Regions from separate parts of the Sus scrofa genome. Here all the other regions are linked to region 1. A link is a contact called in public HiChIP or PLAC-seq data. All regions are on one chromosome and are shown on one strand. The core of a region is the stretch at or near the end of the contact, and the rest is flanking DNA. Distances in the headings are between cores, read along the strand shown.

Region 1 (4,943 bases), core at 1,289-3,788:
CTGAAGCCATGGAGGAGAAGCAGCCGTCCGCCTCGGGGAAGCAGGGGAGGGGAGACTCCCGCACCTTCAGCCCTCGGATCTCCAGGCAGGGCCGACCTTGGCTGTCCTGGAACTTGGGGATCACAGGCCAAGGGCACAGCCCCACGATGGTGAGCAGAACAGGGGACTTGGTGAAAGCCGACAGGTCCAGGACTTTTACAGGCCTAGTCCCAGATCTCCATCACTTGGTTGCTGGGACCTAACTACTGTGAGAACAGAAAAAGTCCTGTGGTAACACAAACGTACTGTGATAACCAACACAACAAGTTTAAAAGAGGTGTACTTCTTCCTCTGCTGGGCATGCACAGGTTACTGAGGTTCACAGGTGCCCAAGCAGGTAGAATTTTGGAAAAAGCATGAGAAAAACCTAGAAAGTTGTTGGAAGACTAGAGGCTTATTAATGATCCCCCCAGCTCCTGCTTTCTGGCAAGGACTGCTTGCTGAGCAGCCAGTACCTTCAGTAACAGGGGATCTGTGGCCTAAAGAGGCACCCTGACCCCACCTTTCACCCAGCTGACTCCTGCCTGAATCCCTACAGGGGAGCCCAGCCACCCCACAGGCCCTTCCTCCCACACTGATCCCTGCATTATAATGCTCCATTTAGGCTTCTCCCTCCCTCTCTCCCACAAGACCCTGAACACGCAGGACAAGGATTGTCATCTCTATCCTCTCGTCCCCATGCATCTACACTTTCCCTTGTCACTGTGGTTGGTGCTGGGTGGGGGCTAAGTATGTGGACCATGCAGCACCAGCTCCCTGCAGCTTTTATCATAGCAGGAGAGGCAGGTGGGCTATGGTAAGTCTGTAAGTTACCAGTGTCTTCTTGTGTGCTAGGAAAGTCCAAGCGTGTGTGAAGACATTGGACAGAGAGCCACGTCTTTCCTGGAGGCACAGGGAAGCTTTCAGAGACAGTTGAGTTAGGAATGAGTTGGAGTTAACCTGGCAGAGAGGTTGGGGAATGGCATTTCAGGCAGAGGGAAGAGCACATGCAGAGGTCTTGAGGTGGGATGGAGCACTGAGTATTGGAGATGGCAGGCAGGGCGCTGTTACACAGAGCCCCCTGGGCCCGAGGGAGCTATTCTCTCCCGCATTCCGACCTCTGCTCTCTGCCCCCAGCACTTTCCACCTCCTGCTGTGACCTCGTTGGAAAGGTTTGCGTGGTTGTGGCTCCCACATCCTACCCAATGTATCATGAAGGTGCTTGCTGGGTATTTGAATAAATGACGGGCAACTCCAGGCTCTAAACACTCTCTCTGACTCTCCCCTCACAGTTGTAACTTCACTTGCCCACAAGTATCAAAGAACACGCCCCGTGTATCATTTTATGGGTAGAAGGTGCTTATGGGTATTTGGATAAATGATGGGTGACTCCGGGCTCTAAACAGTCTGACTCTGCCCTCACACTTGTAACTTCACTTGCCCAGCAAGTATCAAGGAACACACTCCGTGCAAAGCCGCCTGAGCTTATACCATTTATGGGAAACTCTCTGCTACCTGGCGTTCTTTCAACAGACACTGACTGTCAGTCACTCTGTCCTTTATTCCAAGTTCTGGGATGAGCAGTACTGAGGATGGTGACCCAGAGATCTGATCATCAGAGGATTCTGTCGCCTTCAGTGAGATGGAAATGTGATGTGTCAAACCAGAGTCCCCTCCGCCCTGCCCCTTCCCAGCAGTGTGACCTTGGACGGGTCACTCAGCCCATAGATGAGCCTTCATTCCTCTGCTGATGTGTGCCATTCATCATTTCAGCTTGATAGGCTTCCTATAAAATGAGACCGTACATATAAACATCAGCAGAGTGTCTGGGATTTTGTGAGCAAAAAAATCACTGATAGCGGGTGCCTTTATTATTCTAATGACAGTGACTTATTATTCCAGTGTTGGATGCCATACACTGACGCTGAAAGCCAAAAACAGGTTTCCTGGTTGCCCAGGCTGACCAGTGAGCCCTTTTGGTTTCTGTTTGAGACTGGTCTGCACGTCTGTTTGAGACGTGGTCTCAACGTCCTTTGGTATAAAAAAGAGAGTATCATTATGTTTGTTTTAGCTTTCTTTCCTTCTCCTTTTTCTAAGAGAGTTTTGTTTTGCTTTCTCACAGGAGTGATTGGAGCAGATGTGAGGGGGCACGGCCTCGCTTGTGAGGGACAGCCAGTGACGTCACGGCTGGCTGTCATCTGTGGAACATCTTCTTGTCACATGGGGGTGAGTCTGCCGGGTGAGGGCGGGGCTGCCACACTCGGGAGGATGGCCAGCCTGGGAGGAGGGAACCGCTGGCCCCTTTGCCCCTCAGCTCCTCCCTTCCTGCCCCCCCACCACACACACACCGTGGTTTATCTAGCTGGAAGCCCAGCCTTCCCACTAATAGCCTTGCTTATTAGATTTGCCAGACCCTTTTCCAGGGGCCAAATTCTTAAAAAGTGTGAAAAGGGTAGAGTCTGCCTTTAACATCACCCTGGCCAGAGAACCCATGGCTTGAGGGGTGAAATCGGATCCAGAGATGGCAACGCCTCGCTCCCAGACAATCTGTCCCCAATGGGTAGCTGCGTCTTCTTTGCAAAGGGGTGTCTGTTTTCCTTGGCCACTGAGCTCTCTCTCAATCAATATAAATCCATCTCCCTGGGAGCGCCCTGGTGATGTATAGAATTAGGCTGCATATCACGACTTTGAAAGAACACTGATAAGCAATTTTCACTTTGCTAATTTTTCTCCATGAATTAGTAGAAAGGCTTTCTCCAAGATTGCAGCTAAAATTTAGTGCCTGCCCTAAAATTTATATCTTCTTTAAATGCATGAGTCTGAAAGCATTCCATTTCGATAAGTACCCATTTCTACCATATTTTTATTTAAAAGTCATTACTCTGTTAAACTGAGATGGACGACTCCTTGAATTTTTCCCAGATAAGTAAAATAGGGGCGAGAGTGGTGGAGGAGGAGGAGGGCAAATGGGGGAGTGAGCGGCGGGGGCATGAGTAAGGATTAGAGTGGGGTCTGAGATGCAGTCGAGGGCAGAGGCCCTGTGACAATGGAGGGTACATATGATGCGAAACTGTTTAGCTGCCGTAGGGACCAGTGATCGTCTTGTACCATAAAATATTTTGGTTGCGTAAATATCGATACATTGACTTATTCATGGATCCTCTGCCCTTGTGTCTGGGACTGTGGCAAATCCTGGGGACACTAGGATAACATAGGGCCTCCCATTGGTGAGATGGAATTATAATAGGTATGACAGTAAAAGGCTCCACAGTATAGATGCAGATTGAGCCTGTGATACTGAGCATCTGGTAGGTACCAGGCATGGCATCGGGGGTTTTCATTTTGCAGGGGTGGTGGGGCTGTGTTTCCAGACTGGTTTCCAATCCCACATCCTCCATGAGCTAAGGATGGGCCCTTGGGCTGGGCACTTCACACCTCCGGGCCCCAGATCCTTCCTGTGCGAGATGTGGGAAGTATAATACATATCTCATAGTATCATGAAGGTGATTTGAGGCAATATAATGTGCTTCATATGAAGTGAGCCCTTTTCAAGGCTTAGTCTCTGTCATCAGCCCTCATATTATTGGGCAGAAAGGACACAGTGATTACCTGCCTGGGAGGGTCCAAGGCCACTACCTGAGAGGACTTGGTGCCAGACTTTCTCGCAGCCCTTCAAAAAAAAAAAAAAAAAAGCTTTCCTGGAGCTCCCGTTGTGGCACAACAGGGTCAGCAGCATTTTTGGGAACACTGGGACACAGGTTTGATCCCCAGCCCAGACCAGTGAGTTAGGGCTCCGGCATTACTGCAGCTGCGGCTTAGGTCATGACTCTGGCTCCAGTCTGATCCCTGGCCTGGGAGCTCCACATGCCGTGGGATAGCCAAAAATGACCAACAAAAAAAAGCGCTTTCCTTCTATTTGTTTCTCTGGACAAAGTTTTAAATGGAACTTCAAGTTTAAGAGTCCTGGCCTCTTTCTTCCGTCGGCAGCCCTATCATGAGGCTTAGCTGTCACTGAAGGGAGAGATCTGCAGGGCCCAAGGCCGCCTTGAGCAGGAGGTGCCGCCAGGGCAGTCAGTCCTCAGCTCCCTCCATGTGAGTCTTCACTCGTTAGCCCGCCTTCACCGAACACTGTTTCAAACCTCTTTAAATCATCTCCCATTTTCACGGGGACACATCGAATCTGGTTTCTCCTAGAAAGGCAAAATTTCAGGCGTTTTTACCCCACTCAGCTCAGACTTAGGAGCAAAAGCAAATCCAAATGAATGTGAATCTGTGACATCCCCACTTCTCAGTTTCCTGGCCTCTTGAGGAAAATGACGCTGGCTTGTGGTACAGCATCCATTTTTATAAATTAAGCCACCGGGGCAGAGAAAGGTCCAGTCATATTCCCAAGGTCACACAGCTATAAAACTTGAGCTGAGAACTCAGATCTAACTCCGTCTGAGTCCCGCGTGTACCCCCCTTGATGCCTTCCTATGTTGCGTGCGATGACAAGCGCCCATAGAGGAATAGAGAGCATGGTCTCTGGCATCAGACAGGGGTAGCTTGGCCACGCGCTCATGCACTATGGCCCTGTGACCCAAGGTGAACTACATACATTCTCAGGTGCTCATGCATCACGTTGAGGCTGAGGATGCCAGTCCTAGACGGTTGCTGGATAACATGAATTATGTACATACATCCCTAGTCCCTAGGAGATGCTCAGAAATGGTGGGAATTCTTATTGCACTTTCCTAGTAACATAAAAGCCCCACTTGAAGTAACTGGTTGAGCTTTAACGAGTTTGATGGGCAGCTGCAGTTGGTTGCAGTGAATGAGGGCCATAAAATGCCAGTTTATTATGGTCGTGTTGTGCTGGAAATAAAGTCCCCACCCCCAGCCCGCTTTGTACTTGGGAGTGGGAAGGGACCTTCTGGGCCAAGGGG
Region 2 (4,943 bases), core at 1,650-4,149, 190 kb before region 1:
TTACAGTTTCCAAAGGAGACAGGTTGGGGGCTGGGGGTATGGGCTGGTGTTTTGGGATGGAAATGCTATAAAATTTGGTTGTGGTGATCATTTTGCAACTATAAATGTAATAAAATTCAATGAGTCAAAAAATAAATGGAAACTAAGGAAGAGGAGCTTGGAAAGGAGACAGAAAAGGAAGGATTAGAAGAAGGGCATGGAGGAGTCCAGGAGAAGGGGGTGGTTCAGAAGACCTCCTCACTCTGTTTGTCCAGATCTTCTACTTTTATCTCGTGTCTGTTGTAAGACCCCACCCACTCCCAAGCCTTCTCTTCTCTTAGGACCCTTCCTTCCAGAGACAATTCCACCTTCTAGTAACTGTGTTTTCTAACTCACCATAGCATCCTTCTCCATTCCTCCTCCTCTATTTTACTGTACTTTAGGGATGTGGAGCCCTCAACTAGTACTGGGCTGGGCATAAGAAATCTACATGTTAGTCTGTCTTTCCATTTATTTGATGAGTATCCTTGGAACAGTTGTTATCCCTTTATGGGTTTTAGTTTCTTCATCTGCAAGGTGAGGTTTATAACTTCTTGCCTTCCTCGCCTTGAAGAATTATACAGATCAGATGAGATCATGCATGTCAGAGCACTTTGAAACACATGAAGCTCTGCAGCAATAATTAGAGTGAGCCGCGTTGACTTATCAGACACTCCACCTTATTTCATTTAACCCTCACAACATCCTTTGAGGTTGATGCTAGTAACGTGGCATTTGAGGAAACAGGGGCTTAGAGAAATTAACTTGCCTAAAGCTACACAGCTGGGAATTGATGAGGACAATAATCAGACTCAGGTCTGCCTGACTCCAGAGTTCTTAGAGCCCACATACCAAAGCCTTGTTTTCCTAATGCATGTCATGGTATCACATTCCTGGACAAAGCCTGCTTTGGAGAATAGGATCAGTTTTCATACAAATGATAACATTTTTACGGTTGGGAAATCAGCTGCAGTGTGGATTATAAATTGACCTTTCTGTACAACGGTAGGGCTTTAGGGGAGCTGGAGGGAGGAAGATGCACATATGTATCCAGTTCTTGAAAATTAAATAATTTAATGTACAGTGGGGAGCTCCCACTGTGTTGCACGGAGATCAGCGGCGTCTTCGGAACGCTGAGATTCGGGTTTGATCCCCAGTCCAGCACAGTGGGTTAAGGATCCAGCATTGCCACATCTGCTGCTTAGGTTGTGACTGTGGCTTGGATCTGATCCACGGCCCGGGAGCTCCATATGCCACGGGGCAGCCAGAAATGGGGAAACACACACACACACACACACACACACACACACACAAAATGGAATTATTTCTTTTTGCAAATAAATTCTGTGAAGTTCAGTCCTCCTCTCAGGGGGGTGATCTACCTTAGCATTTCAGAGTTGTGTTTCTTGGAAGTTGTTCTCAGCAGTAGCATAAGCATTTATTCTGCTGGACCTTTAGACTTCAGCTCAAATCTCTCCCCCCATGAAGTCTTTTTTAGTCACCCTGGCCTCAAAGCCCCTTCCTCTTCTGAACTCTGTGATTACTCATTAGAGGCAGATATATGGCCACACACACAAAATATTATGATAAAGTTATGAGGCTGACTCACCAAACCTTGCTATCAGGCTCATTACATTATTGTCATACATCATCTTATTAATTACCGTTTCCTTTGCACACGTCTTTCTCCAGCGTTGTTGTAATTTCATCATAGAAGTGTCTGACTTTAAATTTCTTTGTACCTCCTGAAACTTTTTTTTTTTCCCCACGCGTTAGCTGGCTTTTGCCCTACAGGAATTTGTCTTTTTGAGATGGATTTAAGTGTGTGAATATATAGCTAGGACACAGCAAGAGATGGGGGGTAAGGGTGACATTTGAGCTGCATTTGAATCAAAGGTAGATGTTTGATCATGAGAGAAGATGGGAAAACAGTCTCAGTAGAGACCTCAACAGGGGCAGGAAAATATGAAGAAGTACAGTGTGTTTGGGGAAGGGAATGAAATGAGGTGAGATCAGGGTGGGGAGTGGCTAAGAGAGGGGGCAGTGAGCCCAGAAGAATTCATAAAAGTCGTGGCCAAGTTGGAGCTAGGTTGTCAAGTGTCCTGTGAGCCATGTCAAGCAGATAAAATGTGATTCTGGGCCACGAAGAACTGCAGGACCACTTTAAGCAAAGAGATGTCACCTTTGTGCGATGCCTCTGGTAGCACAAAGCTCTCAGCATATCTGTCTGACTGAAGTATCTCCAGCGTTTGGTCTCTTTCTCTGTGTATGAGAGTTTGAAACACAATTGTTTCATTCATTCTGGGAATTTTCGGGTTGGGGATTATGAACATGTTTTTCAGCATTTTTTTTTTTCTTTTCCCCAAAGAGTGAGCTTAAGGATTGAGTTTCTTCCTGAAACATCTTTCCTCTCCGGGTTATCAGCCTGTGCCCTGATTCACAGTCCTGGGTGGCGTGAGGATCAAGTTTTGCTTTTTGTTGGGTAGTTGTGCTGGAAAACAACATCGTGAGTATTTGGGATGTTCTGGCAGGATCACTTAGTGGGAGGAGAGTTTCATTCACTGCACACAGCAGGGAGCCCAATAGCTTCCCTTTGCAAGTCATAGCAAAACACTTAGATGAGCCTTTTTTAATTGGCCAGCCCCTTCTTTCTCATGCTGTTCCTAGAGCCTGGCGTCTCCCAACATACTTTGCAGTGTCTGCTTCATCTTCCACTCCTCACCCCAACACCCCCCTCCAGGTTCCCTTGGGATCTGGAAGCCAGCGGAGACCTCACCCCCTCCCTGGACAGGACAGTGAGAAGGCATGGAAGAGGGTTCCAGCTCTGTGCCCCAGCCTGGTGGGCTGGCTGCTGCCTGGCCCTGAATCTTGGATCTATTACTCCATCTCCGCCCTCTGCTGAGCCCTGCAGCTGTGTGTGTTTTGAGTGGTAGCCACCTCCCAAGAAAGGCTGTGGTTTTATGAAGTAATAGATGATTTTATAAAAAAAGAGTTGTTCTCTTTGGTTGCTTTCAAGCCTGAGGGATCGCTTAGCTCAAAGGATTGTTATTGGAATGCGGGAGCCTCTATTGCCAAGTCACACACCCCAATCACTGCTGATTTCTCTCCCTCTCTCTTTTTTTTTTTCTTTCTTCTTTCTTGAAAAGACTAGTTTTTGTTAGTTGCTTGGTAACTGGGACATAGACTTTGCTCCTTCAGCACAGAGAGCTCTGCTCCTCATTTGAATCCGATTCAGTGCTTACACAGTGAGGTGTGCCTGACATTGGCATGCGCTGGGGACATGCTCTGTGTTTCCTGTAACCTGTGCACCATTTGTGCCCGGAGGTTGTTATCAAGGTCTTAGAATTTAAGTGAGTTGCCCCGGATTGAAAGTGAGAGCTCTAATATTAGGAAAAAAAAAATTAAAAATATGTTGGGGAGGGCTTTTCTTTGTTTTGTTTTGGTTTTTTGTTTTTCTCTCTGTAAAGAATGGTAAAAGCTTCCATCACGATGCTTCCAAAAGGCCAAAACCCACAGCTCTGCTAGATCTGGGAGCCTTCGGGTGGTGACTGTGGCCTGGGCAAAGGAACTGTCACCTTAGAGCAGGAAGCCCTGGGCTATGACCTTGTCGTTCAAACCTAAGTTTCTACATCCTTTGTAGGCACCTGTCCCCCACCGCCGCCCTGAGAATCCAAGGAGAGGAGGTGTGCGGGGGCACTCTTGTAAGCTGTGGAAGGACCTACGAAGAGAATCACCGTGTCTGATGCAAGCCCAGTGGTTCCAAGGGTAGATTAATTCAGTAACATCGAGACCCTTGGCTGTGGTTGTCCTCTCTGGGGCGAGGGAGAGATGGAGAGATTTTCCCATGGCCCTGGATTAAAAATCCATCCACGGGGGCTCATAGGCCCTTTGCCAATCTAGCATGTGATGACTAAGCACTTGTGAATCATGGAGCTCAACTTCAGAACAGCATGGGAACCTCGTAGGTAGTGTCAGCATCTCCAAGTAAGGGGTCAGGCTCCTGGAAAAAGTCCCACTCGTCCAGGCAGACTCTTCCCCCACTTCCCTCTGCTGGCCAAGCTTCAGACTTTGCTTTTGTGGGGAAGGCAGAGGGTACACACTGCTGCTGTCTTCTCCCCAGAGACCCTGTGCATCCTTTTAGGGAAACACTCCTCGCAAGTTTCTCATCCTGTGGGGAGGTCGCGCCTCGGCTCAGTGAAGCCAGCGTTGTCTCAAGAAAAGATGACGCTGCCTGGCTGCCTTGCACCTCCTGCCCCCAGCGTGTCTCTTTCTGGCAGGAGGCCTGCAGTTCTCTTCGAGATATTCTGCCCGGGTTCCATTGTCCGCGGCAGCGGCTGTCCGCAAGGCTCCAGGCTGAAAGCTCTCATTCTGCAGGGTCTTTAGTGGCCGTACACAAGATCTAACAGAAGCAGTTGTTTTCGGAGTTGAGGAGGACAGCTTGGCCTTGGCTGGAGGCACTGGTTGTTGCTGCATTGGTTTCGTGGTTTATTTCTCATTGGCCTTGGATTTCTGGAGTCTTTAGAATGAGGCTTTTCTCCCTGAGAACTGATCACCGAAACCACAAAGCACATGGAAAGCGATTTGGGGGACTACCCAGAAGACATACTAGTTGTTTGACTCATAGTTTCAAAGGCTGCCATTTGCTGATTGGGACCTATTTGTGTATGGAGATACTGCTAGTTCAGAGCTGTGTCAGGCATCTGTAGTCAACGTTAAGTGCTGCTTTGTCCAACCTTAAGATGTACAAGTGTTCAAAGGAAAGTTTAGCCCTTTCTAGATGTAAGGTCTCACCCAAATGCTTAGGAATTTAAAACAAATAACAACAGTGACAGAGAATGGGCTTAACACTGTCTTTTCCGTCTAACCCCTTTTGATGTTACTCTTGTTTCAATGGGACCCTGCTTCTGGGTTAATACTCAGCTTCT
Region 3 (4,943 bases), core at 756-3,255, 130 kb before region 1:
GGCAAATGAAGAAGAAACCAGCCTTGAAAAGTAACTGCAAGTGCTAAATTATCAATGCCATCTTTCGGGTCTATTGATTAAACAGCACAGACTAGCACATTTTCATCCTTTTACGTCTTTAAGAACAAGCTGGTATTTGTAATTTTGTTGGGGACTAGCAAACCTAGCCTATATGTGGAAAAAATATAGAAAGGTTTCCATTTATTCTTTGGTGGCTTGTTTTGCAAAAGATTTTTACTTTCAGGGTTTGCGATAAAGTCATGAGTCCAAGGTCAGTTTAAGTGCTCTCCGAGGTCACTTTCCTGATGTTTTTCTCTCGCTAGAAGTTCTTTTGACCTTTTAGTATGTATTTCTTACATAAATCCATTGGAAAATGGGAAATCGTGAAGGTAATTCTCTCAAACTGTGTTTGAATTTTTGTTCTAACATGACTATTTTGACACCCATTTTTATTAGTTAAGGAAAAATGGATCTTGGAATTGACAGCTTTTAACCTTGCATGTGCTAAAATTAATTTGATCTCTTCTGTTGGTGCAGGAATTCAGCTTTTGAAGGACCAGGAAGAGGAAGGAAGGTGGAGGTGAAAAGGAAAAGTTGATTAATAGTGACCTGGAATATTACTCAGTCTTGGCAAAAAGCTTTTTTTTTTAAGTCCCAAATCTCTACCACAAACATGGCTTCCTTCAGATTCTGGTTACTTGTAAACCTTATGTGTACTCAAGGGGTATAGAGCAGGTAGGATTCTGACCTGTCTACCTTAACTTCCATCTTCACATAATCGTAGCTGTTCTTTGTCTTCCCTCTCTGGAAACTGGCATAAGGAGAAGAGTGAGAAGGTGGGAGAGGGCTCCACTGGTATTCATCCAGTACCCACTGGAATGCCTGTGTCCATCCTGTTTTGTCAGTGTATTAACCAGAGTCCCTGCAAAAAGCAGGTGGCACACACCAGTGGGGTAATTTAAGAAGAATGGGCAAGTGTGGGGAAACCACAGGGGAATGTACACAAGACCCCTGGGCGCCCAGAATGGGCGCCGGTGCCAAGGACAAGGGTGTGGGTGGGCGTGTTACCAGGTCCTGGAGAGATGATCTGCAGAGAGCCTCAGGAGTTTGACCATTGGTAGAGAGTCACCGCCAGGCCACACTTCCCTCTGGTCTTCTGATGTCCCTCAGTGTCCCCTCCTTGGCCAAACCAGTTCCAGGCCAGAGGGCGGGGGGCAGCAGGGGTGGGGTGGGACGGGGCTTTGGCTGTGATTCATACCACCACCATCCTGGGTGAGAAAGCAGGGTGGAGAAGGTTAGGGGGTGCATCTGAAGAGGCAGGTGGAGGATATCTGGAGCAATGGGACATTCGTTCTGATTGTTTCCCTCTTGTGGTCAGATATTTGTGGAGGAATCAGGTGGTGGGGGTTGAGGGGTGGCTGTGCTTTGGAGTCAGAGAGTCTGGTACAGAATCACATCTGCTCCACTTGCTCAAGAGTGATTCTCGGCTCTTCTAAGTTCACCAAGCTCGTGTTTCCTCATCGTATGGTGGGATCAAGTCTAATGCCTAAACCAAAAGCTTTTGGGGAGGCTCAAAACAGAAAATATTTCGCTGCTCTTGAGGGGACTTGGAAAAGGCTGGAAGAGGCTGTAGGAAAATGTGAGCAGCAGACCTCAGTGGAGTTGTTTTTCTATAAAAACAGATATAACTCTGTCGTGAGCTTAGAGTTGCTTTTTTGTTCAATACATTTTTCTATATTTCAGATTCCTTACCTCAGGAAAACGAAAACAAGGGTTATTGATAAATATGTTGGTACTACGCTCCAAGTGATAATTGTTCGCTGACACTGTGCTCTCTGCTTTACTGAGGTGTGTGGATTAGCATCCACAGCAGAGCTGGCTTGACTGTGGGCACACCGCCATGTGTCATTTCTTGTGATGTGGCCATAGGCGCAATTCTAGTGTCTCATCCCCAGGAAGCCTCTGCCAGCCCCTCCAGGGCTTCTCCTCTGAGTAACTGTAGCCCAGGGCTACTCCCAGCACTTAGCACATCCTGTTGCAATGATTCCCTCTGCTAGACTGGGACCTCCTTAGGCCCACGCTGTTCTATTCATCTCCGAATCATGGGCCTTGTCTCTTGTTCCTAAATGCTGCTTTCCTTCCTGTTGTCCAGGTTCCCTTACAGGCTACAGGGAGTCCTCAGGCTCAGGAACCAGAGCTCCTGCAGCAGAGAACAGCTGATCTATGCTTTGTCTATTCTCCATTTCCAAAGTCCTGGGGAAGAATTTTGATTATTTTCATATGGGTCAGGTCTACATCCTTTCAACTAGTCCCAGGGAGTGGTATGTTATAATGATCTCAGCTTTAGTCAGTGGTCCATTCCCAGGGGAATCTGGTGCGGTGAGTGAGGCAGGGTCTCTACAATCATGTCAGCTCTTATAAATCCATTGGTTGCAGTGGAGGAAGATGAATCAGTTAGGAATGCATTCAGCTTCATGATAATAGCAAGAAGCTCTTATTTAAATCAACGGGTTGCCCTGGGGAAGAAGCATATATCAGGAATATATTTGCAAAAGTGCAAACATTGGTTTTTGGAGGATGAAAGTATCTGAGATACTGCAGTGATGTGTAGCCTTCTAAAGCCCATCCCTACCTAACAATGTAAACAGATATGTATAGGTATTAAAATTTCATGAGGGCAGGGATAGGAAAGGTATGTCTAAAAAGGGGTTTCAGTGGATTTGATGGTGAAAAAAAAAAGGGTTGCGATGCGATGCGAGTTATAATGACAGTAATCATGCCTAACACTTATGTAGTACTTAACAAGCGACAGAATTTTTTTTTTTGCCTTATATATTTTATTAACTCTGAAAATATGGCCGTTTTACAGTGGCTTCAACAAGTAGACTTGATTTCCTACTCTCTTGCTCTTAAATAAAAGTCCAAAGGTGATTAGACCATGTCAAAATGAGCATATCTTTAGTTGTGTAGACTTTTCCTTCAGGCTAGTAACCTCATGGTTATGAGATCATTGCTGTAGCTCCAGACATTGCATCCACCTTTAATACTAGAAGAGTGGGGAAAAAATGGAGAAAGCAGTATCTCCTTTTTCTTTTTGTTCATCTTTTTTAAAAATGAGAAAAGTAAAAGCTTTTCCAAAAACTCTCCTACTGGATTTCTGCCTATGTCTCTTTGGGTGGAATAAGGTTGCCTGGCCACTTGTAGCTAAAAGACAGGTAGGGATAGGAGAACAAGATTGTTCTGTTCACTTAGATCCACACAATCTAATATGATAGCCAGCTAGGACTATTCAAAACGGGTTTTTTTGTAATTGAGATACAATTCATAGTCCATAGTATTTACCATACTAAGTGCATATTTTGGTGATTTCTTATATATTCATGAGATTATGCAACTGTCACCACTATTTAATTCTAGAATATTTTCATCACTACCAAAAGATTCCAATATTCATTAGTAGTCACTCCCCATTCCCCCTTCCCCCAGCCCGTGGCAACACAAATCTACTTTCTGTCCCTACGGATTTGTCTGTTCTGCACATTATACATAAATGGAATTATATGATATGTGGCATTTTATGTCTGGCTTCTTTCAGTTAGCATACATTTTTTAAGGTTCATTTAAGTTGGAACATGTGTCAGCACTTAAAAAAAAAGAAATAGGAGTTCCCATCCTGGCTCAGCTGAAATGAATCTAACTAGTATCCATGAGGATGCAGGTTTGATCCCTGGCCTCACTCAGTGGTTTAAGGATCCAGCATTGCCATGAGCTGTGGTGTAGGTCACAGATGCAGCTCAGATCTGGCGTTCCTTCGGCTACGGCGTAGGCCTATGGCTACAGCTCAGATTCCACACCTAGCTTGGGAGCTTCCATATGCCCCAGGAGTGGCCCTGAAAGGCCAAAAAAAAAAAAAAAAAAAAAAAGAGTTCCTTTTTATGACTTGATAATAGTCAATTGCATGCATATTCCACATTTTGTTTAATTCATTCATTTGTTGTTGGAGATTTAGGTTGTTTCCAACTTTTAGTTTTATAAATACTGCTCTGAATATTCATGTACAAGTTTTTGTGTGAATGGATTTTCATTTCTCTTCAGTTCTCTTGGGCATGTTCCTAGGAGTGGAATTACTAGATTATATCCTAACTCTATGTTTAACCCTTTTTGTCCCCCTTTGGCCATGCCTGTGGTACGAAGAAGTTCCTGGTTCCTCACCACAGCTGTGACAAGCCCAGATCCTTAATTCATTGAGCCACCCGGGAACTCCTGTGTTTAACCAGACTATTTCCAAAGGAGCTGCAGCATTTTATTGATCCTGGTGGAAATAAATAAGGCTTTTGCTTTTTCCCATTCTCACCAACACTTGTTGTTTTCAATTCTTTATACTCTAGCCATCCTAGCTGATGTGAAATGCTATCTTATTGTGCTTTTGATTTGCATTTACATAACAGCTATTGATATTGAGCATATTTTCATGTGCTCACTAGCTATTTGTATTTCCTCTTTGGAAAAAAGTCTGTTCTGATTTTTTGTCTCTTTTTTCCAAAAGAGTTGTGTTTGTAATTATTGAGTTACAGTGGCTATTTTAATTTAGATCAGTTAAATAAGGTTAAAATGTCAGTTTCTCAGCCTCACTAGCCACATTTCAAGTGCTCAGTCACCACGTGCGGTAAGTGGCTGCATCACCGGACTGCGCATGTGTAGAGCATCTCCACCATTGCCGAATTCTCTTGGGCCGCCGGATTAGATCACCAAGATTGACCACTTGGAGGTGCGCATGTGGCCACTCTAAACAAAGTCAGAGTTTTGTTATGCTAAGGGAGATGGAATGTAACTATAGACCATTTTTCAGAAAGAGTAAGATGTCCTGGTCCCCAAAGATAGGAATACACATATTCAGTATATATCTCCTGAAGGTGCCTAGAATTTTCCCAAGGAAAGAGCTG

The links. HiChIP or PLAC-seq counts read pairs in DNA pulled down with a chosen protein or histone mark.
Region 2: a contact with region 1 is called in an H3K27ac HiChIP or PLAC-seq map of alveolar macrophages. The contact joins two enhancer-like sites. A contact is called at or near these places in 1 of 47 Hi-C or Micro-C datasets (subcutaneous adipose tissue) and 2 of 2 datasets of contacts at active chromatin or transcription factors (alveolar macrophages and skeletal muscle).
Region 3: a contact with region 1 is called in an H3K27ac HiChIP or PLAC-seq map of alveolar macrophages. The contact joins two enhancer-like sites. A contact is called at or near these places in 2 of 47 Hi-C or Micro-C datasets (both in liver) and 2 of 2 datasets of contacts at active chromatin or transcription factors (alveolar macrophages and skeletal muscle).

The regions. Positions count from the first base shown.
Region 1 is chr6:152,958,091-152,963,033 of Sscrofa11.1, reverse strand. It overlaps FGGY (FGGY carbohydrate kinase domain-containing protein), which reads left to right. Exons shown (of 16, transcript XM_021097811.1): 8 at 2,141-2,244. Among named protein-coding and RNA genes, the nearest start is that of HOOK1, 250 kb to the right of the region's middle. Within about 2 kb of position 2,538, at least 29 of the 83 cell types and tissues checked have an H3K27ac peak or open chromatin away from gene starts, as enhancers often do. A contact at or near this core is called in alveolar macrophages, skeletal muscle and subcutaneous adipose tissue, where this site is marked.
Region 2 is chr6:153,143,582-153,148,524 of Sscrofa11.1, reverse strand. All of the region lies in intron 4 of FGGY (FGGY carbohydrate kinase domain-containing protein), which reads left to right. Among named protein-coding and RNA genes, the nearest start is that of FGGY, 67 kb to the left of the region's middle. Within about 2 kb of position 2,899, at least 31 of the 83 cell types and tissues checked have an H3K27ac peak or open chromatin away from gene starts, as enhancers often do. A contact at or near this core is called in alveolar macrophages, skeletal muscle and subcutaneous adipose tissue, where this site is marked.
Region 3 is chr6:153,091,548-153,096,490 of Sscrofa11.1, reverse strand. All of the region lies in intron 5 of FGGY (FGGY carbohydrate kinase domain-containing protein), which reads left to right. Among named protein-coding and RNA genes, the nearest start is that of FGGY, 120 kb to the left of the region's middle. Within about 2 kb of position 2,005, at least 3 of the 83 cell types and tissues checked have an H3K27ac peak or open chromatin away from gene starts, as enhancers often do. A contact at or near this core is called in alveolar macrophages, where this site is marked.